Regions from separate parts of the Mus musculus genome. Here regions 2, 3, 4, 5, 6 and 7 are each linked to region 1. Evidence: chromatin contacts called from public ChIA-PET, HiCAR-type, HiChIP or PLAC-seq and promoter capture Hi-C data. All regions are on one chromosome and are shown on one strand. Each heading gives the region's core, a stretch centred on a gene start, on an enhancer-like site or on the middle of the called end of the contact. The rest is flanking DNA. Distances are from core to core; before and after follow the strand shown.

Region 1 (3,708 bases), core at 75-2,574:
CCTTCCTAAACCATATGGTAGTAAATTCAAGTTAACTTATTTTTTCGCCAGTTCATCGCCCATCCATCGGCCTGAAAACACTTGTGCCTTTGTGCCGTGGGGCTGGGACGCGAGTGGTCTGATTCTTAACCACAGAACCCCAGCGTGTTTCCACAGGGCACCGCGGAAGTCCAAACGCCCCCCGACTGGAAGCCTGCTTCGGTGGGCAGCGCACGCGGGTGAGGGCCCGGGACCGGCCGGGAGCAAGTTCCGCTCCGGCGAGGTGACGGAGCAGGGAGTTTGCTCACCGCGGCCGGGCTGGATCCGCCCCGGGAACTTGGCTTACCCGAGCCCAGGGACGCGCAGAGGCCTACCGCGAGGCCGGGCGAGCTCCAGTCACAGAGGGCTGCCCGAGCCCGAGCCGCGGCGTCTTCCCGCCCGCACGGCCGCGGCCCTCAGGCGGGGCCGTCGCTCGCCCGCGGTCTCCCAGAGACCGGACGCGCCCGCGGGGCCCGGACCCCGCTCCCCCTTGTCGCGGCCGCACGCCCGAGACCCGGCTCGGCCACGGCGCCCGGCTCTTCCGGGAGCCGCCGCAGCTAGGCCGCGCCGGGGCCCCGCGGTTCCCCCGGGCGGGCCGGCCGGGCCTCGGCGTCCGGTATGTGTCCCGAGGGCCAGGCTCCCGCCGGTAACGGGCCCCGCCGCTTCCCCTCCCCCTCTCCCGCCCCATGACAGTGCAAAGCCTCCGGCCGCCCGGCCGCCCCGCCTCCGGCTCCAGGCCCAGCTCAGGGCCGCGGCCGCAAGCCACGGTTGCGGCCGCCGCTCCCGCTCGCTCTTCGGGCCGCGGTGGCCTCGGGTTCCCCAGCCCCGCGACTCGGGCCCGGCCCGCGTCCCCGCCGGTGCCCCGCTGCCCTCGGCGGCGCCCGGACTTCGGGCGGGGTAGGCCGAGGCCCAAGCGGTGGGGGCGGGGGCTCGGCTCTCACCTTCATGTCGGGACATCCTAGTTCAGACGCTGGCGGCGCGGCCCCTCCCGGGCTCCCGGCTGCAGTGTGCCCCCACCGCGGGCTCCCGGCGCTGCCCGCGCCCGGCCGGCCGACTCCCACTCGACTCCCGGGCTCGGCCGCGGGGGCGGGGTGGGCAGGGGAGCGCTCCCGCGGCGGCGGCGGCGGCGGCGGCGGGGAGGCGGCGCGGGGCGGGAATGGGGCCGGGCCTGGCCGGGGCTGAGCTCCTCCAGGAGGCGGGTCCGACGCGGCCGCGGCTCCGCCGGCGCCCGCCGTGACTCGGTCACTCTCGGGCCCCCGCCGGCTCCCGGCAGCGGCGCGGCGTCCGCAAATCCCGCTCGTCCCCTCCCCCGGCCCGCCCCCCGCCCGTCCGTCTCCCGGCTCCGGCCGCCGCCTCCTCCTCCTCCTCTTCCTCCTCTTCCGCCTCCTTCCGCCCGCACGCCCGCCCCGCCTCTCGCCGCCCTGAGGCCCCGCGGCCGGCGGGCGACCGTGCTTGGCGGCGGTCCTGCCGCGGTCCCGCAGGCACCCGAGCCCAGCCGCGGCCCGCCACGCTGCGCGTGGGGAGGACGAGGACGCGAAACGCCCCCGACGTGGCTCCCCAGCGCCTGGGCGCGCGGCGGCCGGGCCATCGCAGACGTCCCGGGGACGTGTGTGTGTTTGTGTGCTGCTTTGAAAGCCGGGGACCCAGAAGGGAATGGCAGTCGGGCCTCCGGGGCTCGCGGGTCCCCAGACCCAGGGGGAGGCCGAGGCCTAGCGAGCCGGCTCGGCCGCCCGCTCGAATGCGCTGCGGGAAAAACTTGGTGGGCTTCGGGGGTACTTTGCTTCCGGCTGTGTGTGCAGGTCTTTCCCTCCACCCAGGCTCCTTACAGGCTACTTTCTCTTCAGGCATTGCTAACTCGACAAACACTTGAGACTACCCCTGACCACGTGTCAGTGGTGGCGTGGCGCAGGTAGAACAGATCGCGCCCTGGAGTTAAGACGTGTTCAGCCCTGGGATTCTGGTTCTGATATGCTCGGTGTAACCTTGAACAAGTGACTTAACCTTGCTGAGCCTTCGCTCTAAATTGGTTCGCTTTGGGTGGTTAATTTTGCCTTGGTAGTCTCGAGATTGGACAAAGTTCCCAGCTAAGTTTACTGAAACTAGGGTCCAAGGTACTGCTTGCTTTGGCGATTTTCCTAATTTGCCCACCCTCCACCGACTGTGGGACCTGGACAAAGCGTTGGTTGCCTTAGCTTCTGTGACTTTCAAAAAGGGCAAGCATATCAATAGATGCAGGAGAGATACAGTACCAAGATTCGACGTGTAGAGTAGCAAAGGAAGGACCCTATTTGTTACAATATTTTATTGAATATGATTTAAGATATGTCTGGTTTTGAAAATACTAAAAGGCTTAATCCGAGAGACTACATAGTAGGTCATCCCTGTCTACCCAAGAAACTAGCTGTAATTAAATTGGGGGTGGTTTTGAGGCATGACCTCAGATAGCCCGAGGCAGTCCTTGAATTGCTCAAGTAGCTGATTCTGACCTTCCCATCTCCCAGGGGCTGGAACGAAAGGCATCTTCCACCACACCCCCACCTAATTTGGGTTTAAATGAGGACTAGATAACAAATATTTCTGTTTCGGGTGTGGAATTCCGCACACTACAGACCGGCCTGAGGAAGACTATGCCTAGTAGGGCTTACAAAGGGAGAGCAGGGTTTGTAGTTAGCCTGATCGACATCCTGGTTAGTGGGTCCTTTCTGACAACCCTACACATTTTATTATTGGCAAGTGATCCTGGGTGTAAGCCAGTTCCCTGAACTTGAGCTGTGAAAGTCAGGCTAGCAGCTCTTAACGCATACACAGGTGGTGAATAATGGTTTTTTATAAATTTGTATCAAAGTTTGTAAGCAGTTCTGTAAAAATGCTGGAGCATTTAGAGTAGCCAACAAAAGCAACACTTCCAGAAAGGAATACCAGTAAGTATGGAAAAAACTGGGTGAAAATAGAAAGGAGACTATTGAGGAGGAAGAAGGGGCTGGAGCTGTGAGGTGAAGTGTGCCCCAAGTCCCAAGTCTACGGAAAAGTCACTCAGGGTTGTGTACAGGCATGATGCTAGGGGAAGAAACATTAAAAACAAGTCTTACTGTATTGAAGGGTTAGCTAGTTTTTTTTTTTTTTTCACCTGCCTCTGCCTCCCAAGTGCTGGGTTTAAAGGCCTGTGTTACCACTGCCCGGTAGGGTTAGCTAGTCTTGTTCATGGGAGGAAACATAGCTTGGTCTGACCTCCAAGGGACTACCATGTTTTTTTGACAGTGATTTCATTGTTAGTATCCCAGCTTAGCCGTGAATCTCCAGCTCTTCCTGCCCTAGATCTCCTTCCCATGCCTCCTTGGTTTCCCCCATGTCCAGTTGAAAGTCACAGGTATCTTTACCAAACTTACTGTGTTCCATAGATGGCCCAGTTCTAGTCCTTAAAACAACAGTCAGATAAATCCTAATGAGATTTAAATACCATCAGTAGATCAGCAGACAATAGCTGCACCTTTTTGTGTTTTTCTGTACTTCTTTAAGGTTTTAAGATTAGGGGGAAATGAGCCAGGCGTAGTGGCACACATCCTTTAGTTCCAGCACATGGGATGCAGAGGCAGGCATAGCTCCCAGCCTGGTCTCCATGGAGTGTTCCAGGACAGTCAGCAGAGCTACACTGGGAGACCCTGCCTCAAAAAGACAAAAAAAAAAAAAAAA
Region 2 (4,081 bases), core at 1,423-3,922, 260 kb after region 1:
ATTAGGGATTCTAAATTCATGAGTGTCTAGCCACACAATAAAGGCACTTGGAAAGAAGTGAGGAGAAACTATAACCGCCCTATTTCCCCCCTTACGACCCCTGCCATTCTCAAGATCCTTTTCTTGGTTGGAAGCCACAGATTTTCTTGGTTTCAGTTGACTACTCTTAGTACAGATGAAATGCTGGTGATCATGTGCACCTGATGCTTTTAGGGGAAGGAAAATGGTCTTTTTATTTAGACACCTGGCAGGCAGGCAGGCATTGTTAGGATAAGGAGATGGTACTGTAAGTAGGAAATTCTTCTTAATGTATTTGAAGGCAATTAGCTTTCTCTGGGAGTTCAGAAAATAACACAATTTTCTGTAAATAAATAAATAAATAAAAAATCTCTGGCATGCAGTTCTTTATAAAAGCTGGCAAACAGCCGACCTTGCTGCTGTTGAGTTCTGGTTAGGCTATAGGATGAATATATAACATCAAGTGGAACGTGCAAGAAGACAATGGAGGCTGTTGCTTGTCATGTTGAAAACTCTACCCAGATAACACAGATATTAGTAGTCTTCATGTTGTAACCTAAAACCTTTACATTCTCATTTTGTATGTGTATACATAAGTGTGTTTATGTGTGTGAGTATGTGTATGTAGGTCAGTGTTATTTCCTTGCTTTGTTTTATTTATTTATTGCCATGGCTTCTTATTGGGCTGGAACTAAGTAGGCTAGTTTGGCTGTCCCACAAGCCTCAGGGGTCTATCTACCTGGCTCCATTTCCCTGGTGCTAAAACGGGGCACGAGAGGGCCATGCCACCATGTCTGGCTTCTTCATGATTTACCTTCTTAAGAATTATCTCTAAGGCAGCTTCCCCAGAAGCCTGCCCAGATATGTCTTGGATTTCTTGAGCAAAATTAAAGACGTGCAGTTCGGACAGCCTCTCCAAGGTCAGCGGGATTTCAGTGTCCACTAGGAGGGCGTCGACGGTTTGCTCAATGGCTGCCCAGTGCCGGGCTTTCAGGGTTGGGTTCCTCAAGTCAATGATCACAGGAAGCTGGAAAACAGACATTTTCAGAGGTGCTGCCTCTGTAAAAAAGCACATGCGCCAGACCTACCTATGATCCAGCCTGTAAACACCCCAGCATGGGTCGGGGAGGGCCTCATGGTGCCCCAGCACTGCCTGAGGCGCTGTTGCTGGCTGCTGGCTGCTGAGAGCAGGAATGTGGGCCTGCATGGGTCACCCATGCTGCACTGGGCCATCCTAGACCCATGAACATACTGGTGGCATTTGTCAGACTCAGTGTCTGAAAAAAGAGCTCGTGAGGTTGGGAAGACAGTGTGGCGGGAATCTGGGAGAAGTTGGAGGGGAGGATGATGGTGGAATTGGTCAAGACACGCTATACACGGTTTCAGCTTATAGAGAGTTGAAAACAGCACCACTCGTCCTATAGAAAAGGAAATGCAAATGAAGGAATTTTATCACGACCTTGAGAACACTGAATTTCAGGGCACCAAACTAATTTTAAAATGTGGGGAAACCGGTAGTCACATGTTTCTCTGAAGACTAGAACAGAGGGCTGGGATGGAGCACCTCACTAAGTGGAGCCAATCTTGAGGTCTGCCTCTCCCACCAGGTGATCATTTGTCCTGTGAAATAATCAGTATAGAGTGGAAAGCTGCAGGAAACGGATTTTCAGTTGGGCACCACAAAGAAGAAAGGTGTAGGTCCAGGAGAAAGAAGCTAAAAACAACCTCTGGGGCCCAGCTCCCTCGAGAAACGGTAGGTACCACTAGAAAATACAGAGCCCAAGATGCAGCAAAGGCAGACTAGGGCAGTGTCAAATCTCAAAGCCAGCTGAACTCCTAACTGAGTTGATAGAACAAGCGAAAAGGTAAACAGAGGGAAACTAATGCCCGTCTCCCAGATTGCAAACCACGTGCCTCAGCAACCACTCGCTGCTGCAGAAGATGCCGGGCTTTCAACAACGACCAAACGAAACACACAGAAAATGGAAAGTCACACAGCGAAGAAAAATGAGCAGAACAAAACACGCCTGAGAGTCAACGGTGATCAGAATCAAACTCAGAAATGGTGCACATTGTTAGGAAGAGAGCTTTTAAATTAACTACAGCGAGTTTGTTAGAGATCTCAAGGGAAAGGGGAGATAACAGGCAAGGTCAGTATGGGAGAAGTCAACTGGCTGCAAATGCCTTTTACCAGCTGAGCAGACTCACCTGATCCTTTTATCCCTTCTAAGGACTGGCTTGGTTGCAACGCAGTTTCCCAACCAACCCTTTCCATGCACTACCCGGCTTCCCCGGCTTTTCCACACTGTATACATCTGGATAGTGCCTAGCTGTGAGGTGCCATAGGGTAAACAGACTCTGCTGTTTGCATTGGGTGCAATTGCAGCCTATATGCTGAGGGCATCAGCATCTTGGCACTACTTTGTCTATCATGTAACAGACCCCAAGTGTTTGTTCTAATCGCAATGTTCCATTGCACCATTTTGCCAGCTGTTGAGAAAAACACACTGGACTATTATTTCTTTTTCCTGCAAACAAATACCCAGGACATCTGAGTTTGGTTCTGAAACGGTTCCCCTCCTCCCATCTTACCTTTTCTTTCATTTTCTCCACCTTCTGTTTGAGCTGGGGCACCACACTGTTAGGTGGCAAGCCCTTTTCCAGCTGGGTCACAAATTTAGCGTATTTAGTAACTTGACTGTTTAGGACTTCTGGATCCAGGCAGTCAAATTTGGACTGTGGGATAAAAAAAAAAAAAAAAAAAACAGTTAAAACACACGATAAATGTCAAGCTTAAACAGTATAAAAGTTTAGCTTTCGTGGCACTACACTAAATGAAAGCAAATCTGTAGGCTTAGAAACAGCCATTGTTAACGCCAATCGCTAATTCTTTTCTTAGCATTGTCTGCTTCGCTATCAAGTGCAGTACTGTGATCCACAGATTATCAGTAAAGACCACAGGGACAGCCCTGCTCTGGGCAGCTGCCTAGATCACATGGATGTCCAGGGGCTGTGCAGAACTGGCCCCACCCCTCAATATCTGTGCCACTCAGGGGAGTGGGGCCTTGCACCTCTCCCAGGCAGCGTAGTGGAGCTGACCATGAGGGCAAGAGCTGGGGAGAGCTGCTCTGCCCTGAGGTAGAGCGGGCATGGATGATGCTCTCCCCAACTTGCCCCTTGCCACCTGAGGTAGTAGGGAGAGCTGTCCCAGAGGTCATAGGAGTGGGAGAGCTATCCCTGCCCCTCACTGGGAACACTGGGAGAGTGGGCCCTGAGCGTTGCCTGGGCAACACAGTGGCAATGTCCTTGTTGGGGAAGGTATGGGTGAGACAGCCCCCAGGATGTAGGAGTGCTCTCCCAGCCCCTTGCCAGCTGCAGCACTCGGGAGAGAGAGCCATGTGCTCTCTGGGCAGCATGGTGGAGCTGGGGCTGGAGGCATGGATGCTGGTGAGCCAGTCTCCTGAGGACATGATAGCAAGAGAGCTGACTCTGTCTCTTGCCTATGGTGGCACTGAGTGGCCTAGACAGAGCAATGTGGGAAAGCTCACCTTGGTGGTATGGATCAGGGAAAGCCAGTGGGCTGACCAGTTTAGTTGTTACCTAGGCCCGGATCCAGGGCTCTGAGTTGGACCACGCCAAAATCTACATCATCTGTTAACTGTTGGGGCACATAAAGGGCAGGATCTCCATGGCACAGGACAACAACAACATGACTGGGAGGAGACCCAGTGAGGATCCACATTAGTGATGTCCCAGAAGGCAGAGTCAATGACTCATTGCAATGAACATTTGCAAGTGAGGGTATGTGGACAGAGGGGTGTACTGTGGGACACTGTGACATACTCCATGCTGTGACATACTACAGCTTCCATGATGAAATGTTTTCTATGTTTTGTTTTGTTCTGTTCTGTTCTGTTTATTGTTTGTGTGGTTCTATTATTATTATTATTATTTTATTTTGGTGGGGAGGTTATGGGGCAGAGGGTGGATATGAGGGAATGGGGAGATGAGTGAGACTGGGGTACATGAAGTGAAACTCACAGAGACTCAATAAGAAGTTTTT
Region 3 (3,781 bases), core at 412-2,911, 380 kb before region 1:
AGCCGTTTGACCTTGGGCTGGAATACGCTAACCCTCCTGTAACCTGTTTTACTCGGGGATGGTTCAAATGGTCCATTCCCCCCACCCCCTATCTTGACATTCTAAGGTCCTGTGGTCATACATCTCAAGGCACTGACCATAGGGGCAAGTCTCTGGAGAGTGGAGACAATGGGAGTGACAGCCCAAGGTTGCCTGTTGATGAGGGATAATACTCAGCTGTCTCACTATGGAGGGTCTTAGGTTTGACCACTTCATTCTAGGGTGCCCCTCACCTGGCCAAGGGATCACACTGACTGAAGACAGGGCCTGGAGGTCAGGGCCTCTGCTTTCAAACTCTAGGGCACAGCAGATCATGGCTTTGGTGGTAATGATACCTGTACTGACTGACTTGGAGGCTTGGCAAACAAAAAGGAGGTGTGGCTAGGAGGGATGCAGCAAGCCCTGTTCAAGGCAACCCCAAAATTCTAGGAGAGAAGAAGTGTAGGAGAGGCCTCCCCTCCCTATGTGGAGCCGTGGAAAGAGAGGGGACACTCTACCTTGCCTTCCAAAAACAGGTCCCTGCTTTGCAGGCTGTGGGTTCATTGCTGTCTTCAGCTGTGGGCATTATGGAAAGAGGGAAATGAGGGAGGAGGGAAGAGGGAGGAGGGAGGAGAGAGGGAGGTGTGAAGTGCAGGCAGTTGAAGAACAAGGAAGCTGGGGTGCAAGGGGGTAGAGCTGATGTGCTGCTTTCAACACTAACACTGAATTGTTAGCCTGTTCATGCTTGAAGCTGAGGCAGGGTAGATGTGAGTCTAAGGCCAGCCTGGGCTCCATGAGACCCCCCCTCTCAACTGCCCCTCCCCCAGAAAACACAACTGAACAAACAAAAACAAACATAAAATACTACAAAAGGAGACTGACAATGCTTCCCCCTGCCTCTAGTTGGGGTCCTTTCCTTACTGCGAAATTTCCCCTGCTTATTTATTTATTTTTATTCTGTAAAATACGAAAGTGAATAGCCACCAGATCACAGCGGGGAAGGGAGTTGGGATGACGACAGCTGACCCCTCTGGCCAGAGATGGGTCCTGTGGTCCAGGGCCCAGGTGAAGGTAGCTGAGCCTTGCCCCCAACCCCAGCAGAGGATGGAGAGCCCTGCTGAGCTGTGCTGGAGCGGGGAGCAGAGCAGAGGGGTGACTAAGGAAGGGATGAAAGGACCCTTTAGGCAAGTGGGAGGAGCTATTTTGTTGTTTATTTGTTTGTTTGTTTCACTCTGGTTTGTAATGCACAGGCAGAGGTTTCCTGGCATCTAGAATATAAACGCATGTTGGGGGTGGAACGGGAGCGGGGAGGGGGGGTGGGGGGGCGGGAGGGGTTGTGCAAATGAGATGTTTGTAAGATTTACTCACCGGGAAATGGTAGCCAGAGGTAGGGCGGGTAGGGAAGGAAGGGTTTATGGGGAGTCCTCTGGCCATGGTAGACTGAGGCGGGGGCAGTGGTGGCTTGGATGGATCCAGGGGCCCAGAACGATCTGAAAGAGACCCCATGCTTTGTAAACTGGGGAGAGGGAGGAAGGTCCTCCCTAGTCTATTCCCACTTTCTCCCCACCTAGCCCTCATCTCTCCCTCTCTCCTCCTGTCTCCTCTACTTATTGGCTTCTTAACAGCTCCGTCTCCATGGCAACTGGAGACAGTCAGCTTCCCTGCCCCCACATGACTGAGCGGGGGTGGGGGTGGGGGGGTGAGATGCCAGTGGTGGTGGCCTCTCAGGGCATTCCCACCCTGGTTGGGAGGATGTGCAGCGATTTCAGAGGAGGGAACGCAAGGCCCTAGGGACTGGGTCGGGCTTCCTGCTTTGTCAACGTTGCCTTAGTTACCTCACCCCTCCCTCCTGCCTCCTCTCCATTTTCCTTCTTTACAGTTTTAACTCCTTTCCATCTCTCTAGCCTTTTCTGCCCAGCTGAGAGGCCTCAGTGGCAGCCAGCTGAGGCCCTTTTCTGCCCCAACTCAGGCAGAAGGAAGAGAGGCCGGGCCGGATTCTCCTTTTGTTGGACCCTCTTGCCTTGACCCAACCTCTCAGCCCTTCCCTCCTCCCAGCCCTCACCCAGATACAAGGAGTCGTCTTTAGAGCCAAGAGACTGTGCAGGGGCCAGACTGACGGGCAGAACCTCACAGGGGGGCAGCTCATATTTATCCTCCTCTTCTCCCTCTTCCTGGGCCTTCAAAAAGGGATGCTGGTGGCATAGGGAAGATGGAGGCTTGAACATGGCAGGCCCTGGTGGCTGGTGCCTCCCTCCCTCCCCTCCCCCATCCTCAGCATTCCGACTTACCCTGTTTCTCCAGGTCTCTGGGCCAGACAGGAAAGATGGGTTGGCTCTACTTTCTCTCCAAACTTGGGTATCTGGATAGATAGACTGGTTTTGCTTCACCCCAGCCCACCTACTTCCAGCAAAAGGTTTATTTTGCTCTCTCTCTCTGATAAATCGTAAACCGTCTTCCCTTAACTATAGATTTCAACCCTACAACTAAAGGAACCCATAAAAGGGGCCTTTTTAGCAGTGTAGACAAGACAGGTGTGGTGAAACACGGGGATCTCGGCAGATGTGTTTGTTTCACCCATCAATGGCTCCTGACCCCCGTACCCGGATTCTGACCAAGACACGTAAGAGAACCAAGCTTAGGTGCTAAGCCTTGCTGGACAGGTGGTGGGACAGGCTATCTAGAGTCACTCAGGGAGATCCAACTGTGGAGGACCCTGGTCTGCTGGGCCCCTAAGACTCACTGTGCACTTACCTGCACCTCTGGCAGGAAGGAGTGGTGGCCCCAACCTGTAAGCAGACTCTACTCAGCTCTGCCCAAAGAGACCCTGAGTGCTGTCAGGGTGACATTGCACTTTAGACCACTCACACTTATGACTAGGAATGCTCTCTGAAGAAGCCAGTGTGACAGCCTGGACCTGAGATCAGAGCAATGGAAGGAGAAGACTGGGGTGGGCTCAGGGGGCAGGCAGAATTAGTGGCCTTTGGTGCACAGCTGGATAAGATGATACCCTAGGGATGCTGGGCACAGGGCTGGCAGAGTGGAAGCACACGGGTGGATAGAGATAGACAGCTGCTCCAGTGAGGGGGAGGTAGGTGAAGACAAAGGGGCGAGCAGGAGAAAGAGGGGCACTCACCGGGCCTTGCTGCCACTGAACCTGTCCTAGAAAGAGCAGGGGCAGAGTGGTTAGTACAGCTGGGACTCTCCCTGCCCACAGTCCTGGATCTCTAGGAGTCTCAGCAGGTATATGGGCCCAAGGATCCTCTAGAACCAAGTCTCACCATGGCAAGGTAGGTGAGCGGAGCCCCTTTGCCTCTCTAGAGCCCAGGAGCTGCCACAAATGTCCTGGGGGATAAGGGCTCCATTGTTCCCATTATTTACATATTCTAAGTATTGGAAGGTGCCCGCCTCTGCCTGTGGTCTCCCACCCAAAATGGACTTTATCCAGGGCACTCCCAGGGCCCCGCTCTCCTCTATAGCTGTGGTCTCTAGTTCTTCATCCAAGCTAGAAGACCTAAGCCGGACCAGGTGTGGCTCTCTGGCATCACCTTTTCAGAACCGTATTGGGTGACATTGATGGACAGATGCCACCTTGCTGTCACCCATCCCAACCCTTTACTCCTTCTACCACTTGCTAGTGGGTGGTGATCACAGATCCAAAAAGTTAAAGGTGAGGGGAAAATTCAGAGGCTCTCAGATTCCATGTGACCAGTTTATTCTTTAATGGAGGCGTTTATAAAACATCTATTTATCAAAATGGGCATGG
Region 4 (3,816 bases), core at 1,158-3,657, 460 kb before region 1:
TAAGGGGGGGGTTTTTGCTGAGGAACTCAATCATGTTATATAAGCTGTATCACTGGGCTTGGCTTCATGTTCTGTTTTTCAGATAAGGTCTTAGTAAATTACTCACATAGGCATTTAACTTGCTACCAGCCTCAACCTCCCAAGTAGCTGGTATTACCTATACCACAAAACTTTGCTTCAAACGCCTTTTTTGCCATTCATAAACAAGTGCTCTGTACCTACCACAAGCCACTTTAGCATCAGGGTCTTGTTGAAGGTGTGCATCAAGGACAGCATCACTGATTTGGTCACAAATCTTATCTGGAAAATAAAAGTTCCTGGTTCAACTTAACTATTACTACTAACCCTATCTCATCATGTAACTAGCAGTTTATGTGCAACCCAAGAAGCAAATATAGCTATGAATTTGTAGGTGACAGAAGCTTGATGTAAAGTTATAGTAGTATTTGCAAGGTGAGAGGGAGAATCTCCAGTCTTTTGTTTTTGAAGACATGTTTCTCTGTGCAGCTCTGGCGGTCCTAGAACTTGCTCTGTAAACCAGGCTGGCCTTGAACTCAAGAGATCCACCTGCCTCTGCCCTTCAGATTAATCAAAGTCAAAATGATTTATTTTGATATCTCAAAGCCTACCATAGGAAATAACCTCACAGTGTATTTTAGAGACAACTGTTCTTTTTATCCCCCACATTTAAAATGTTACAAACCTACTAAAGAGCCAACTGTCAGGTCATTAACTTCTTAAAACAGTCCATTTCCCCTATTATTAGACAATAGGGAAATGAGATTTTTTTTTTAACCATGAAAATAAATTTAACAGAAGAAACACCAGCAAACAAAAAATGCAGTAATTTTTTTTTTTTTGAGACAGGGTTATAGCCCTGGCTGTCCTGGAACTCAGAAAAATCCACCTGCCTCTGCCTTCGGCTCCAGGAAACTTTCAAGTGTGCTCTAAGCCATATCCAATTTCTCCTTGATTCATCAATTTAGAAAATGGCAGTATCCTGGTCTGGAATGTTTGTGGTATTGAGACAGGGTCTTACACGTGGCCCAGGCTGACAAACTAAACTGCTTCCATACTTTAAACGCTGGGATTGTAGTAGTTAGTGTACCACTGTGCTTGGCTCTATGTTCCTTGATTTTTGTTACTACCCCAAAATGTGTATTGCAGCCACAGAACCTTAAGATGGAATCTAATGGCTGTACTAAGGAGTGATTCAATAGATATGGAGATACTCCTTTCCTTGAGGGGAGTGTGGGAGGAGCCACAGCAACACTTGTCTTTCAACCATCACTCATCAAGATGCTCCTCACAAGCCATGTAATAATATTGCTGTGGACCCCCTGCGAACGGAAACAGCTCAAACTGAATATTAGTATTTACTAAATGGTTATGTTCCATCTGAAACCCAAAGTCCATATAATAGATTCATTATAACCGATCTCATCATGGCGGTTCAGTGGACAAAGCCTTAAGGAAACATGAAATAAATCCTCCTTTAGTTGTAGGAAAAAGACCAAAGGGAAGACTTTAAAACGAAACCTAACGCGATGGGAGTATACACTTAATTCATGCACTTCATCCTTTTCAAGCACACTCTAAATAAGGGATGCCTTCTCTAATTCGCGCTATATTTAGTCAGTGGCAGTCTGTCACCTTGAAGGCTAAAGGGCATGTCTACCCATGCTCTTAAGCGTTTTCCAGGGGCCGGAAGTCAGGGATATTAGAGATGGGACCTTCGGAGACACCAGCCCCCACTTCCAAACTAGGGGTCGGGTGGGTAGAGGCCGCCAGCTCCGCTTCGCCCCAATTCCACATGCGGCGAACACGTGGTAGCCGCTGCAATGCGGGGCGCGCGCTCCCGGCGGCCGGACGCGAGCACGCGGGGCGGGGTCGCCCACTTGAGGTTTTTCCAGGCGACGGGACTAAAGAGGAGGAAGCAGTGCCCTCCCCGCGCCGATCTCAAAACTGCCTCGAGCCCCCGCCCTTCTCGATTTCTGGAACCTTCCGCATGCCGGGGCGCGCCGCCGGATGAGGAGCGGAGAAAGGGGGAGGGGAGCGGGGCCGCACATTGCAAACTCGCGGCGCCACGAGGGAAGCGCGCGGCCGCTGCCATGCCCACCGCCGCCGGAGACGGCCTCGACCACCCCCAGCGCCACTGCCCTCCGCCCTTCCCTCCTCCGAGTCCCCGTCGGCTCACCTGGGTGACCTTCCCCTACAGACTCGGAAGTGAAGAGGAACGTCCCCTCCTCAATGAACGCCTCGTGGAAGCCGTTGAGCTGCCCGTTCATGGCGGCGGCGGTGAGAGAGGGCGACTCTGAGGAGACTGAGAGGCGGCGAGGCGGAGGGCTGCGGAAGACACAGAGGGAGGATCGCTTCAGCTCTCGGCAGGCTGGAGACTCGGAGCGAACGGAGCGGCGGGCGAAGCGGCCCAGTATTTATAGAGCAGGGGGTCGCGCGCGCCCGGCTCGGGCTCCGCCCCTCGGCGTCGCGCGCCAATGCGCCGCGGGCGGGCGGATGGGGGTTGGCAGGGAGGTCCGCCGAGCCGAGCTCCGGCTGAACCATTCTACCGATGGGGGGGGCGAGCAGAGCTAACCGGGCCTCCTGCCAGTAGTTAGTCATCTTGATGGCGTGGGTTAAATGGAGATGTAAGTGAGTAGACTTGGGGTTTACGCCCATCCCCACGTTGATTGCTGGAGAAGAGAGGATTTGGATTTGAAGGACGGCCTCCCCTGTACGAGGGTATGGTACATCCCTCCGACCGTTGCCCACGGAGGTCTGCCGGCGCGCGCGCCTCCCAGCGGCGGCCGTGGCGGTGGCGGCCGTTTTGTGCTGTGGCTCTCGCCGAGGGTCTTTCCTGCCACCACCACCCTCCATTCGCCACCTCGTGCACCAGCGCCGGGTGGCCCTCTGCCATGTGAAGGTGGCCATGTTGACTGGCCAGCGGAGGCTAATAGGCACTGCCCTTATCCATCCTACACGGTTCCCTCCGGGGAACGAGAGATTGTGAGGGGTTCTAGCCCTACCGTTAGTCATGCCTCGAGTAACTGCTCTGGGGAAAATGGCTGTAAAGCCAACTAGCAGGAATGCTGTATTGTTTTTCCGAACAATTGCCACTTGCCGGCGGCCTCCCCTCCCCCCTCGCCGAGCCTCGTGGACCCCCGTAGTCTGAGACGGTACTAGATTCTTTTCTATCCTAAATCTGACTTTGCATGGCTTGGTTTTCCATGCTTCCTAGGAAGAAATGGACGTTCCAATCTGTTCGAGAGAATATGAATGCTTCTTTCGTGTGTGTAGGGGAGGGCGCTATTCAAGCCTTCAAATGTGCTTCAGATGAGCTTGTCAAGGTCAAATGGCCTCGATTTTATGACACTTTCTCTTTTAAACTTTTGCAGTTGTCTCAGTTTTGCTCATGAAATGAATTAACAGACGGGGAAAAAAAGGGAAATAAAACTCCATACAGACAAAGAGTGGAGTCTGGAGCTAATTGCATGCAGAGACCCTCTATGAGGCCAGTGTCACACAACTGTTGGGTCCAGTCTTAGGGCAGGCCAGGAGCCTGGTGGCTTTTGAGAACCAGTGTTTGTCAAGAACATCGGGTTTTATGATGCTAGGGAACAGCCTGCTCCTAGCATAAGATGCACTTGACTGTGAGGCTGAATGACAACCTCCGGCTGCCAGCTGCCTTGCCTCAGAAAATTAGGTACACTATGAAAAGCAAGGGGCATTTCCCTCTAGGGTGTGTGCCAGTGCAAAGGTGGGAGTTTGAGAAAGGCACTGTGGGAAACAAAGGAAGCTCTTAGACTGTGCTATGCTAGG
Region 5 (3,564 bases), core at 125-2,624, 490 kb before region 1:
TCAGCTATTGAATGGACCACAGGGCCCCCAATGGAGGAATTAGAGAAAGCACCCAAGGAACTAAAGGGAACTGCAACCCTATAGGTGGAACAACAATATGAACTAAGCAGTACCCCGGAGCTCTTGTCTCTAGCTGCATATGTATCAAAAGATGGCCTAGTCGGCCATCACTGCAAAGAGAGGCCCATTGGACTTGCAAACTTTATATGCCCCAGTACAGGGGAACGCCAGGGCCAAAAAGGGGGAGTGGGTGGGTAGGGGATTGGGGGGTGGGGTGGGTATGGGGAACTTTTGGTTTAGCATTGGAAATGTAAATGAGCTAAATACCTAATAAAAAATGGAAAAAAATTATTTATTTTGGGCTGGAGAGATGGCTCAGGGGTTAAGAGTACTGACTGCTCTTCTAAAGGTCCTGAGTTCAATTCCCGGCAACCACATGGTGGCTCACAACCATCCGTAACAAGATCTGGCGCCCTCTTCTGGAGTGTCTGAAGACAGCTACAGTGTAGTTACATATAATAAATAAATAAATCTTTTAAAAAATTATTTATTTTATGTATATAAGTATACTGTAGCTGCCTTCAGACACACCAGAAGAGGGCCTCGGATCCCATTACACATGGTTGTGAGCCACCATGTGGTTGCCGGGAATTGAACTCAGGATCAATGGAAGAGCAATCAGTGCTCTTAAATGCTGAGCCATCTCCCCAGCCCCTTCCAAGTGCGTCTTTAACTCCCCAACCCACATCTGCAGAAAAGTCTACCCTTTTGCACCTCGCGACTTTTTGGGAGGGGGTGCAGGGACGGGATGTTCAAACCTGGAGACTCCTGATGGGGTTCGGGAAGGACTCAATGAAATTAGGAAAGTATAATTCTTAGTTTTTAAATCCTAAAATGTGGGAGACAGAGGCAGAGTGGCAGAAGGATTGCTGGGAGTTCGAGGCTAGTTCGGTCTCAAAAGCAGGCATGGTGGTGAGTGTTTTTATTCCAGCACTCCAAAAGCAGAAGCAGGTGAATTTGAGGCCAGTCTGGTTTACATAAGCGAGAAAACTACAAAAAGAGATCCAATCTAAAAACAGCAAAGCAGGCGTCGAGATTGAAGTTCAAGTATGTGATGGGATAGCTAGTAGTATAGAGAGAGACACTTGTTCTGAAAACTGTCACTCCTTCCTCTCAATGCCAAAGTTAGATTTAGCAAGCGCCTGCGCTGCCCATCCCCAAAGGTCCTCATACCCACCCGGTCTCTGAGCTCAGGGCTCGGCTCAGGATCGCCCCGCCCACACTCCTAGCCCACGCCCCCTATGCTTCAGTGCGGGGCCGGGGGTTCCGGCCTTCACGACAGTGCGGGCGCTTTCCGGCCGTCCGCGCGAGTGCTTACGTGTCGAGGAGGCGGGGCCTAAGACAGCAAGTCTAAGTCTGGAGGTTCCACTGGGTCCGACCTGGCTGCAGAGAGGCTCACCTGTCCCTGCAGTCATGGCTGTGCACCGCGGCTCCGCACTGGTTGCTCCCGCCTCAGGTAGGCTGAGGGTTGGCGAGAGGCACGGTGGTCTTAGTGGGGAAGTGGCTTATTGAGAGAGATGGCGGTCTGTGTTGGAAGATCGTAGGAGAATCTTGGATGACCTGAGACTCAGAAGGTTGCAGGAGCTGGATCAGTGGAAGAACCCAGTGGGTGGAGGTCCTAGACTGTAGGGACTGCGGTTTTCCCACGCACTTTTTGACCCCAGGTCTTGGTTTGTAGATAAAGTACAGAAAAACAAGTCTGCACAGACATCAGGACTGAAACAGGGCAGCCGAATGGAGAAAATTTTAGGGTTTGAATGGACAGATTTATCTAGCTGGCAGAGTGTCGTGACCCTGCTTAACAAACCAACGGACCCTGCAAACCTGGCTGTCTTTCGTTTTCTCTTTGGTAAGTCCATTTTCTGGATGGGGACATTTTGGTTGAGGTGGTGGTGGTAGTGGTGGGAAAATGTCATCTTATTTCTTTTTAAGATTTATCATTATTTTGTTTATGTGTATGTATGTATGTGTTAGTTTGCTTTCTATTACTCTGATAAAAACACCATGATGAAAAGCAACCTGGAAAAGCATGAGTTCATTTCAGCTTACAGTTGTAGTCCATCTCGGAGAGAAGTCAGGGCAGGAATCTGGAGACCAGAACTGAAGAAGAGGCCATGGAGGAACCTTGTAGATGCTGGCTGGCTCCTCGTGGTTTGTTCAACCTGCTTTCTTCTACCAGTAGGGATCACCTGCCCAGGGTGGCACCATCCACAGTAGGCTGTGCCCTCTCACATAAATGCTTACGGGCCAATTTCTTCGAGGTATTTCCTTAGTTGAGGTCCTCTAGCTTGTTTTTAGGTGACGAAGATTAACCAGGGCAGTGTCTGTGTGATTGTAGGCCAGGCGTGTGCTTGCTTGTAGAAGCCAGAAGAGGGAGTTGGACCCCTTGGAGCTGGAGTTAAAGGTAGTTGCTGCCTGATATGGGTGATGGGGACTGAACTCTGTTCCTTTGGAAGATCAGTTGCAGGCTGGAGAGATGGCTCAGAGGTTAAGAGAGCATTGACTGCTCTTCCAGAAGTCTTGAGTTCAATTCCCAGCAACCACATGGTGGCTCACAACCATCTGTAATGGGATCCGATGCCCTCTTGGTGTGTCTGAAGGTAACTACGGTGTACTCATATATATAAGATAAATAAATCTTTTTTAAAAAGAAAAATAAAAAGAAGATTATTTGCATTCTCATAACTGCTGAGCCATTCTCTCCAGCCTAGTTGCCCATCTCTTCTCCTTAGAGCTGAAGGTATTGGAATAATGGAAGAATTCTTTGGAAGTTTGGAATTATCTGGCCTTGTCATCTGCAGTTAGGGTTTAGTGTTTAGAAATGCTTTGGACACATGGAGTAGAGGAACAGCTGCATGCCTGTGTGCATGCAAGAGCATGCTTGCATGTGGTGAGTTTAGGCCAGAGGTCGGTGTCAGCTGTCTTCCTCAGCCACTGTCCATCGTAGTTTTTGAGGTGGGGTTTCTCTCTCCTGAACCTAGAGCTCACCAGTTGAGGTAGACTGGCTGGCCAGCAAGCCCCAGGGGTCAGCCTGTTTCTCAGCCACTGAGATCGGTAGCTACCATGCCAGGCAGGCTTTGGACATGAGTGCTAGTGACCTGAACTCAGCCTCTCACGCTTGCAACAAGGACTTTGATTTTTTTTACCAATGGAGTAATCTCCCCGGCTCTTTTTGGCTTTTGAAATAGTCTCATTACATAGACCAGGTTTGTCTGGCCTCTTAAGTGCTCCTCTTGTTTCTCAAGTGCTGGGATTACAAACACCATGACACCTGACAGGAGAGACATTTTGTTCATGTCGTGAAGCTACTCAGAAGTTACACTAAGCAATTCAGAGAAATAGCCAGGGTGACAACTCACAGGGTTACAGATGTGCCAAGATGTGCCTTTAAGTCCAGCAGTTTCTAGCTGGGGGCCATTTTGCAACCTGGAGACCTTTTTAGTTGTCAGAACTTTCAGAGAAGAGAGATAGGTGGTTGCTGGGATTTGTGCTGGTACCAGGATA
Region 6 (3,676 bases), core at 859-3,358, 360 kb after region 1:
TCATATAGATGGATCTCTTGAGTTCAGAACAGCATGGTCTACATACTAAGTTACAGAACAATCCCGGGCGACATAGAAAGACCAAGTCTTAGAAAAACTACAACAGCAAAAAAAACAAAACAAAACAAAAAAAAAAACCAAACCCCAAAGGAAGCAGAAGATGGATGTGCAAGGCCACCTGTGGATCAGTTACTATCAAATGGAGACTAGTAGTCAGATTTACATTCCGTAAGGCTTTGTATAAAGGCTTTGCATCGTGGTGGGTGACAACATTAAAACCTAATGTTTGTTTTGTTAACTCACATTCTTACTCTGTGGCCATGTATGTATATGCACTTGGTTTGACTTGCTATATTCTAGTAAGTATGTATTAAGTAAGAAATGTCAAGTAAGAACACTCCACTTGGGGCTGGAGAGATGGCTCAGCTGTTAAGAGCACTGACTGCTCTTCTGAAGGTCCTGAGTTCAAATCCCAGCAACCACATGATGGCTCATAGCCATCCATAATGAGATCTGATGCCCTCCTTTGGTGTGTCTGAAGACAGCTACAGTGTACTTACATATAATAATAAATAAAATAATGAATAAAATCTTAAAAAAAAAAAAAAAAGAGAACACTCCACTTAGGCACTGGGGAAATGGCCCAGCAGTGAGGTTGAGAGCACTTGCTGGTCATCTAGAAGATCTAAGTTGGGCATTTTCCAGCACCCACATTGGACTCCTGACAAGTGCCTGTAACTCAAGTTCCAGAAATCCAACATCTTCTGACCTCTGAGAGAGAGCACCTGTATGAATGTAAGCTCTCACAGGTGCGTGTGCACACACACACACACACACACACACACACACACACCGTAAAAATAAATCTATATAAAAGGGAACACTACTGTTCATTGGTCATATTTACCATGGATTTAAAATAGATGTTTGAAGGCTAGATTCTGAAGACCTGGGGTCCCTGGCCCTGGTTCTTCTAAGGAGAAACAGAGTTTGAAGCTGGATAGGTGGCACCAGGTCTTGTGAGTCTGGGGAGGAAAAGTGAAGCTGTGCATAGCTCCAGAGAGGAGGGAGCACAGGTGCAATCCTCCAGGGAGGAGGGAGCGTGGGTGCAATTGGGAAGAGCTCTCAGATTTACTGTCCTTTTGTAGGGTAAGATGTACGGAACCTTTAAATTCACAATGGCATTCAGAGAGGCTTTGCTTGGATTCTGCTCTTTTTTTTGACTACGTCACGGACTACAGAATGGGGGAATGAGGATAGCCTGCCTGTGACCCCTTCCTAAACATTAATCAAATTATGCTGCTGAATATATTTTATTTATGATTCAATCGGTTGTGATTAATGTTTCAGGCCAAAGAGAAAACAGGAGCAACGGCTTCTGTCATCTATGTCCCTCCTCCTTTTGCTGCTGCTGCCATTAATGAAGCAATCGACGCGGAGATTCCCTTGGTTGTGTGCATTACGGAAGGTATTCCGCAGCAGGATATGGTGCGGGTCAAGCACAGACTGACACGCCAGGGAACGACGAGGCTAATCGGGCCAAACTGCCCCGGCGTCATCAACGTGAGTGTAGGGTAGGAGGGAAGTCAGAAGGCTATGGCTTTGAATTAAAGTACGTGTGTGTGTGTGTGTGTGTGTGTGTGTGTGTGCGCGCGCGTGTGCATGTGCGTGCTCGGGTGTTTGTGTGTGCTCGGGTGTGGGTGTGCACATGTGACTTAGGGGTTAGAATTTTCTTTGGAACTTTTCTGAAACTGCAGTTTACTTTCCTCCAGCCTGGAGAATGCAAAATCGGCATCATGCCTGGCCACATTCACAAGAAGGGAAGAATAGGTGAGTGACTCTGTTACTTTCTGATAGATTAAAACATAGAAATTCCACTTTCCTAACTCGGCTCACAGTGACGGTGACTGTAAGTCAATGTGTCTCTGTAATAAGTTATTTTTTCTTACAGTGAGTCAGAAATATATCTCAAATATGATGGGCCTCTTTGAGAATCACTTGTAGTTCTGTGGAACCAGTGATGATCGTGGGTAGTGGTTCCTTTTCTGCTCAGACTCTGGGTTCTGCTGTGTATTTTGTGTTCGTGGTGAATACCAGCTTCCTGCTCACAGCCTCCTGCCTGCTCTGTGGCTTTACCACTGTTTATCCATTTTCTTAGTGGTCATCTGGGCTGTTTGCAGGTTTGAGCATTAGGAACAAGACTAAAATACAGGCCTTGCTATGGATACACTTTGATTTCTGAAGGGCAACATTTGCTAGAACACACATTTAGTATGCTTGCCTTTTAAGGAAGTTGCCAGGGAGTGCTAGGAGATGTCCGTGCTACTTTGTATTCCGTCAGCAGAGTCCCAGTTACCCTTCCTCCTCCAGGCTTCTCCTCTCCAGCAGACTTGTGCTTGCTCTTTGGGGGATGAAACAGCTTTTGTTGTGATGCCCCTGATGGGTGAGGTCAAAGAGCGCCTTCTCAGTCTTTACCCTTGATCCGAGGGTGCACTTGGACCAACACACAGAGGCAGGAAGTGAGTTTGGCTTTTAGTCTAACTCAGGTGCTGCCTGGCCTGGCCTCATAGTCTACTCAGTTGGCTCCTCTGAAAAGAATTGGCTGGGGGAGTTGGAAGAGGAGGGAAGGGTCACTGCTCCCAGGGAGAAAAGGTCACTCACTGCTCCAGGGCATCCAATTCCTAGAATAGAGCTCTGGGCCTTTGTATGAACAAAGCTTTTACTGGGTGAATTTTAATTCCTTGCCCTAAAACACAAATTTCATAAGATTAGATTGAAACGATACATATTTGGCATTTCTTATCAATCCTTTGTTTTCTTTTTTCTTTTTGTTTGCTTGTTTGTTTGTTTTTTGTTTTGTTTTGTTTTTGTTTTTCCCAAGACAGAGTACCTCCTTGTAGCCCTGACTGTCTTGGAACTTACTGTTGACAAGCCTGGCCTTGAGCTCAGATCTGCTTCCCACTGAGATTAAAGGCATGCACCACCACTGCCCAGCTTGCTTGCTTGCTTGCTTGGTTCCTTCCTTCCTTCCTTCCTTCCTTCCTTCCTTCCTTCCTTCCTTCCTTCCTTCCTTCCTCCCTCCCTCCCTCCCTCCCTCCCTCCCTCTCTCCTCTTTCTCTCTCTCTCTCTCTTTCTATCTTTCTTTCTTTCTTTCTTTCTTTCTTTCTTTCTTTCTTTCTTTCTTTCTTTCTTTCTTTCTTACTCTGTTTTTCTTTAAAACTCTGTTTTCTTAAAACTCATTAAGATGCCAGCTAAGAAGCTAATCCTGAGGTAGGTTTTCCATTAGCATGGCTTAAAGTGAGCCCACATTCCTAGGGGTGGTTTGTTGGCCTGGAGATTTCCCTGGCCCCATTGACTGTTAGGTCTGCCTCCAGGCCAGACACGTCCATTCTCTTTAGCTGGAGTGGTTTTCCCTCAGCCCTTATTGCTGCTTTAACATCCTGCTTTTCTACAGAGGCATTGAGAATCGTGTAGGACCGATCAGAGCTCCGAGCTCCCAAAGCACTTGTGCTATCTTTGGCCTCTAGCAGGCATGAAGCTACCAAGAGGACATCTCTGGCTTTTGGCCAATAAAGAAACAGCATACTTTTCCTTGGGATCTTTTTAGCCCAAACTTGACCATTTTACCTCATGTTCTTATCATACTTGTTCCTCTGGAGAAGTAATCCTAACCTCC
Region 7 (4,076 bases), core at 1,183-3,682, 280 kb after region 1:
CTCAGGGCTACCGAGTCCTTGTGCTGTTTATGGTATTTTTCCAGCTGGGAACTGAAGAATTGGACATCTGCAGAAAAGGAGATGCAGAAGTGATAGTATGTTTCACATTAGATTTTAAAGCAACAGCCTACAGTCGATTAAAAACCACCCCAGCCTGAAGGGCAGTCAGTAAGCAACAACAACAGATGTGAAGCAGGCAAGGGGATGGGTGAATGAGAGCCCTTCTTCTCTGCTGGTGGGAATGTAAACTAACCCAGCCAAAGGGTAGCCAATGCAGAGTCATATACATCTACCGTATATAACTTATGCTACATTATATATACCATCCTTAATTGTTGAGATTATAAATAGAGCTCTATCTCTCCTGGGTGTGAAACTAAAGGACTCAGAGCAACATATCACAGGGACACTGCACATCAACGTTAATGTAGTTCTGTTCCACTCACAACAGCTAAGTTACAGAAACAATCTCGATGCTTGGCAGTCGAAATGGGTAAAGGAAATGTCATTAATATACACAATGGGTTGGTTTTTTTTTCAGCTGTAAAGAATGAAGTTATGTCATTTGCAAGAAAACAAATCAAGCCAGCCTCTGAAAGGCTAATATCATGTGCCTTATGTGGTTTGTAGATTTTTGTATAGATACATAAGGTCATATATGTGTATATGTATATATAGAAATGAAATTGTCCAGAGAGAATTGACTAATTGTTTTGTTTTCTAAAGTAGGGCCACATTTGGCATCTTTAGCAATCTAGCATTGGTTGAAAAAAAGTATCTTGTTCAGAGTATTGAAAGTTAAGGGGTGTGAGAAGCAGGTCCACTGCCTGTCATCTACCTCTGTCTGGGGGCGAAGGGGTGTGGCTGCATGCTTGAGGTCATCTCCCTCTGTCTGGGGGTGATGGGGTGTGCCTGCATGCTTGAGGCCTTGCTTTCCTCGAGTCTGCAAGCAGTTCCATTATAAAGTGTTCACAGGCTCTACTTCATCCTTTGCCCCTCCCCACCAGAGCCTCATGGTAGGTCCTGGGCCTGTCAGCAAATATAGTTACAGTTGGGGGGGAGGGCGGGGAGAAGGAGGAGAAAAAAGAAATAGGAGAAAAAGAAGGAGGAGGAAGAAGAGGAGGAGGAAGAGGAAGAGGAGGCACAATGTCTGTTCTTTCATAAGATCACAATTGAATCATAAAAGAAGAAAGCCATAGGCTGCCAGTATACCTCAGAGCATACATCAGGCCCTTCATTTAACCCCTGTGAGTTAGATGATATAAATTATTAAGCTGGTTATTTGGAATAGATCTACTTTGTGTTCAAAAACCATATTTTATAAAAATAAAAATTGGATTTTTTTTCCTGAAAATAAAACGCCATAAAATCAGTCCATAAGGTTAAAAGGTCACTCGCTTGCATCATGCTCTGGAAAAGACATCCTGTGAAACACGTCCAACTCCTGTCACACCCAAGAATAAGGATTCCAATGGAATGGTTTGTCCCCGGGCCTGAATTCAACACTAAGAATTGTTGATCATCCTCACCAGGTCTCAGGGTGGTATAGGAAGAAAATTGTATCTTGAATTTCTGAGACAGAGGGCTTCTGTAAGCCTTGCCTGGCAGGAATGGTAGAATCCCACCTCCTTTTCAACTCTTCACAAGGCACACAGGTCTTACAGCAACCTCGACAGATGGGCCACGCGTGACTGAGGAACCACCCCGCACTTTACCAGATACAGGGATGCGGGCGCAGAGGAAAGAAAATGAGGGATTCCATGGGAAATACCAGATGTGCATAAAGTCCTGCCTTTGCCTGGTCAAACGTTTCAGGTCAACACTCGGTGTCACTGAACACCACCAAACAGAAACCCAGAAGACGACAGGTCTTGTTATCTCGGTCAAATGTGCTTTAGCGAGGGCAGACTCACCAGGCTCCTCCTGCTTCAGGGCTTCTAGATCCAGACTCTCGTTTTCCTTGAAGAATAACTGAAACTTTTCAAATGTCGCTGCGTACAAGCGTGCAGAGTCGAACGCTGCGTGAATTGTTTCCTAAGTGGTGACAGATGAACAAGACTGATTTTTTCCCCTAATATTTCTAGTTACGTGTGTGTGTGTGTGTGTGTGTGTGTGTGTGTGTGTGGTGTGTGTGTGTGTGTGTGTGTGTGAGAGTACGGGCACATGAGTGCAGGTGCCCATGCCCATGGTGGACAGAGGTGTCTGATCCCCCAGAGCAGGACTTCGAAATGTGAGCTGCCTGGTGTGTGTGCTAGAAATGAAGCTTGCACCCTCTGAAGGATCAGTGTGTGTGGTTAACGTCGGAGCCATCTTTCTAACTCTCAAGGGAATTTTTCCTAAGTAGAACACACACACACACACACACACACACACACAGAGCACATCACACCACACCACACCACACCACACAGCACGCATATGTAGATCTCAGTTCTCTATTTTTCTACCAGCCAATAAAAACCATGAGTTCATGACTCTAATCTCAATGCAAAACCATTCAGTTCAGAAAGTGGTCTTTCTTTCCCCACTTGTTAATTCTTTGAAGATATATAATCTCTTCATTCCTGTGCTGGTTAGGGTTGTGTGTTTGTTTTGTTTTGTTGTCACTTTGCTATGAGCTAGAGTGATCTTGGAAGAGGGAACCTTAACTGAGGAATTTCCCTCATTAGATAGTCTGTATGCAAGTCTATAGGGCATTTTCTTGATTAATGATTGGTGTGGGAGGGCCCAGCCCTGTGGGGACAGAGCCATCCCTGGTTTGTTTAACAAAGCATTCGGAGCAAGCCCTGAGGAGTGAGCTAGAAAGCAGCCTTCTTCACTGTCCCTATGTTAGTTCCTGCCTCTTCCTGACCTAACTTAACTCACTGACTGACCACAACTCAGCTGTAAGCTGAAGTAACCCTTTCCTCCCCAGGTTGCTTTTCGTCTCGGTATTTCATTACAGCAATAGCAATCTAACTAGTACAACTGCCCACAATATGGTTTTACTTATTTGTTCAACTGTGGAACACACAGAAAGTGGTCTGGGATTGCAGATACACTGATTCCACGGACAAAAGCAAGCTTAGAAGTTAGCATAAGGTTATGTGGCCAAAGTCCTAACTACTATGTTCAAGTTTATGTGGGGCCCTGAGTTTCAAACCTTTCATTAATAATGATGATGAGGAGGGTGATGGTAGTGGTGGTGATGATAAACTTGCTTTCATCCTCATCTTCCCATTCTTCAGTGTAGTTATGTTGCTCAACTAACTTGGATTTATTTGGTTTTGTTTGTACTTTATTCCCCCTCCACTCTTGTTTAGAACTATATTAAACCTACACTCAGAAGGGTTACTCTCCTTATTGTTTGCACTGCACACCCCCCACTCTGACCCTTCCTGAATCATTTCCACACTCTCCAATGCAGAGCTGTTTTCCTTGGCTTCTGGTTTACGGGCCTCTCTGCCCTGCCCCCTTTTCTGACGCAAAAAGGACAGATGACAGAAAACTGTCTCTTGGCTTGCTCACTTCACAGTGAGTCTTGGATGTCACTCCATACAGTTAACCCCTGTCTTCCTGCCCGGGGATGGGTATTTTGATAGTTTCTGATGTTTCCGCAATCAGAAGCAAGATGCTAAGAGTAGCCTCATGTGTATGTTCTTTTCTATCTCTGACCCTGTGTTTTCAGGTGTGTCTAGAGGTGGCATTGTTAAACCAAAAAGCAAATGCACGTTTAGTTATTTTCCCTCATACAATGCAAGTTCTTTATTCTCTGCATGGCTGCAGTGGTGCAGGGTGTATGATTTCCCACAGGTTAGCCCACGGGAGGTTTTGGCACACTTTTTAATTTCACAAACATGTTAGTTGAAAGATGCTAATTCAGTTTTCTTTGACTTTGCACTTAGCTGATGGGTGATGTAGTATCATCTCTGTTTGGTTAATAGTTTTTGGTAGGATTTCTGCCTAATGCTTTGGCCATCTTTCCTCCCACCTGTAGTCCTGTCACCCAGAGCAAAGTTTCTTCGTGCCTTAAGAGGCCAGGCTGGATGATATAAATACATTCTCCCAGTTTGCAAATGTACTTTTACTAATGATTC

Evidence for each region. Promoter capture Hi-C pulls out the DNA fragments that hold promoters and counts their contacts. ChIA-PET counts read pairs in DNA pulled down with a chosen protein or histone mark. HiCAR-type assays count read pairs that join an accessible place to other places. HiChIP or PLAC-seq counts read pairs in DNA pulled down with a chosen protein or histone mark.
Region 2: an H3K27ac HiChIP or PLAC-seq map of extraembryonic endoderm stem cells shows a contact between it and region 1. The contact joins the enhancer-like site here to the promoter of Kcmf1 in region 1. A contact is called at or near these places in 8 of 39 promoter capture datasets (the 3T3-L1 cell line, the HPC-7 cell line, cranial neural crest and 4 more), 1 of 484 Hi-C or Micro-C datasets (nephron progenitors), 11 of 115 datasets of contacts at active chromatin or transcription factors (the HPC-7 cell line, bone marrow-derived macrophages, embryonic forebrain and 6 more) and 4 of 9 other capture datasets (adipose tissue, embryonic stem cells, liver and 1 more).
Region 3: an H3K27ac HiChIP or PLAC-seq map of embryonic stem cells shows a contact between it and region 1, with 6 read pairs. The contact joins the promoter of Sh2d6 here to the promoter of Kcmf1 in region 1. A contact is called at or near these places in 3 of 39 promoter capture datasets (3T3-L1-derived adipocytes, liver and pre-B cells) and 4 of 115 datasets of contacts at active chromatin or transcription factors (embryonic stem cells, memory CD8 T cells, pancreatic cancer cells and 1 more).
Region 4: an RNA polymerase II ChIA-PET map of memory CD8 T cells shows a contact between it and region 1, with 30 read pairs. The contact joins the promoter of Mat2a here to the promoter of Kcmf1 in region 1. A contact is called at or near these places in 8 of 39 promoter capture datasets (the 3T3-L1 cell line, the HPC-7 cell line, cranial neural crest and 5 more), 4 of 484 Hi-C or Micro-C datasets (the G1E-ER4 cell line and embryonic stem cells), 6 of 115 datasets of contacts at active chromatin or transcription factors (astrocytes, effector CD8 T cells, embryonic stem cells and 2 more) and 1 of 9 other capture datasets (adipose tissue).
Region 5: a HiCAR-type map of astrocytes shows a contact between it and region 1, with 2.1 times the contacts expected there. The contact joins the promoter of Ggcx here to the promoter of Kcmf1 in region 1. A contact is called at or near these places in 1 of 39 promoter capture datasets (embryonic stem cells), 1 of 484 Hi-C or Micro-C datasets (embryonic stem cells) and 3 of 115 datasets of contacts at active chromatin or transcription factors (astrocytes, embryonic forebrain and pancreatic cancer cells).
Region 6: a promoter capture Hi-C map of the HPC-7 cell line shows a contact between it and region 1. The contact joins the enhancer-like site here to the promoter of Kcmf1 in region 1. A contact is called at or near these places in 7 of 39 promoter capture datasets (the HPC-7 cell line, hippocampal neurons, liver and 3 more), 6 of 115 datasets of contacts at active chromatin or transcription factors (bone marrow-derived macrophages, embryonic basal ganglia, embryonic stem cells and 2 more) and 1 of 9 other capture datasets (liver).
Region 7: a contact with region 1 is called in a promoter capture Hi-C map of the HPC-7 cell line. The contact joins the enhancer-like site here to the promoter of Kcmf1 in region 1. A contact is called at or near these places in 8 of 39 promoter capture datasets (the 3T3-L1 cell line, the HPC-7 cell line, cranial neural crest and 5 more), 6 of 115 datasets of contacts at active chromatin or transcription factors (bone marrow-derived macrophages, embryonic basal ganglia, embryonic stem cells and 1 more) and 1 of 9 other capture datasets (embryonic stem cells).

Annotation. Positions count from the first base shown.
Region 1 is chr6:72,898,655-72,902,362 of GRCm38.p6, forward strand. It overlaps Kcmf1 (potassium channel modulatory factor 1), which reads right to left and starts at 1,325. Exons shown (of 7, transcript NM_019715.2): 1 at 960-1,325. The coding sequence starts at 975.
Region 2 is chr6:73,158,254-73,162,334 of GRCm38.p6, forward strand. It overlaps Dnah6 (dynein, axonemal, heavy chain 6), which reads right to left. Exons shown (of 77, transcript NM_001164669.1): 18 at 2,611-2,754; 19 at 833-1,045. Among named protein-coding and RNA genes, the nearest start is that of Gm24533, 19 kb to the left of the region's middle. Within about 2 kb of position 2,673, at least 8 of the 459 cell types and tissues checked have an H3K27ac peak or open chromatin away from gene starts, as enhancers often do. A contact at or near this core is called in extraembryonic endoderm stem cells, where this site is marked.
Region 3 is chr6:72,518,375-72,522,155 of GRCm38.p6, forward strand. Sh2d6 (SH2 domain containing 6) reads right to left here and starts at 1,662. Exons shown (of 12, transcript NM_001374030.1): 1 at 1,586-1,662; 2 at 1,387-1,508; 3 at 537-594. The coding sequence starts at 1,452.
Region 4 is chr6:72,437,149-72,440,964 of GRCm38.p6, forward strand. It overlaps Mat2a (methionine adenosyltransferase II, alpha), which reads right to left and starts at 2,408. Exons shown (of 9, transcript NM_145569.5): 1 at 2,198-2,408; 2 at 223-300. The coding sequence starts at 2,288. Particl (promoter of Mat2a antisense radiation induced circulating long non-coding RNA) reads left to right here and starts at 1,535. Exons shown (of 1, transcript NR_046011.1): 1 at 1,535-3,467.
Region 5 is chr6:72,412,934-72,416,497 of GRCm38.p6, forward strand. It overlaps Ggcx (gamma-glutamyl carboxylase), which reads left to right and starts at 1,375. Exons shown (of 15, transcript NM_019802.5): 1 at 1,375-1,516; 2 at 1,739-1,909. The coding sequence starts at 1,474.
Region 6 is chr6:73,262,458-73,266,133 of GRCm38.p6, forward strand. Suclg1 (succinate-CoA ligase, GDP-forming, alpha subunit) reads left to right here. Exons shown (of 9, transcript NM_019879.3): 4 at 1,351-1,563; 5 at 1,773-1,830. Among named protein-coding and RNA genes, the nearest start is that of Gm38834, 16 kb to the left of the region's middle. Within about 2 kb of position 2,109, at least 29 of the 459 cell types and tissues checked have an H3K27ac peak or open chromatin away from gene starts, as enhancers often do. A contact at or near this core is called in the HPC-7 cell line and embryonic stem cells, where this site is marked.
Region 7 is chr6:73,179,794-73,183,869 of GRCm38.p6, forward strand. It overlaps Dnah6 (dynein, axonemal, heavy chain 6), which reads right to left. Exons shown (of 77, transcript NM_001164669.1): 12 at 1,914-2,034; 13 at 1-67. Among named protein-coding and RNA genes, the nearest start is that of Dnah6, 40 kb to the right of the region's middle. Within about 2 kb of position 2,433, at least 30 of the 459 cell types and tissues checked have an H3K27ac peak or open chromatin away from gene starts, as enhancers often do. A contact at or near this core is called in the HPC-7 cell line and bone marrow-derived macrophages, where this site is marked.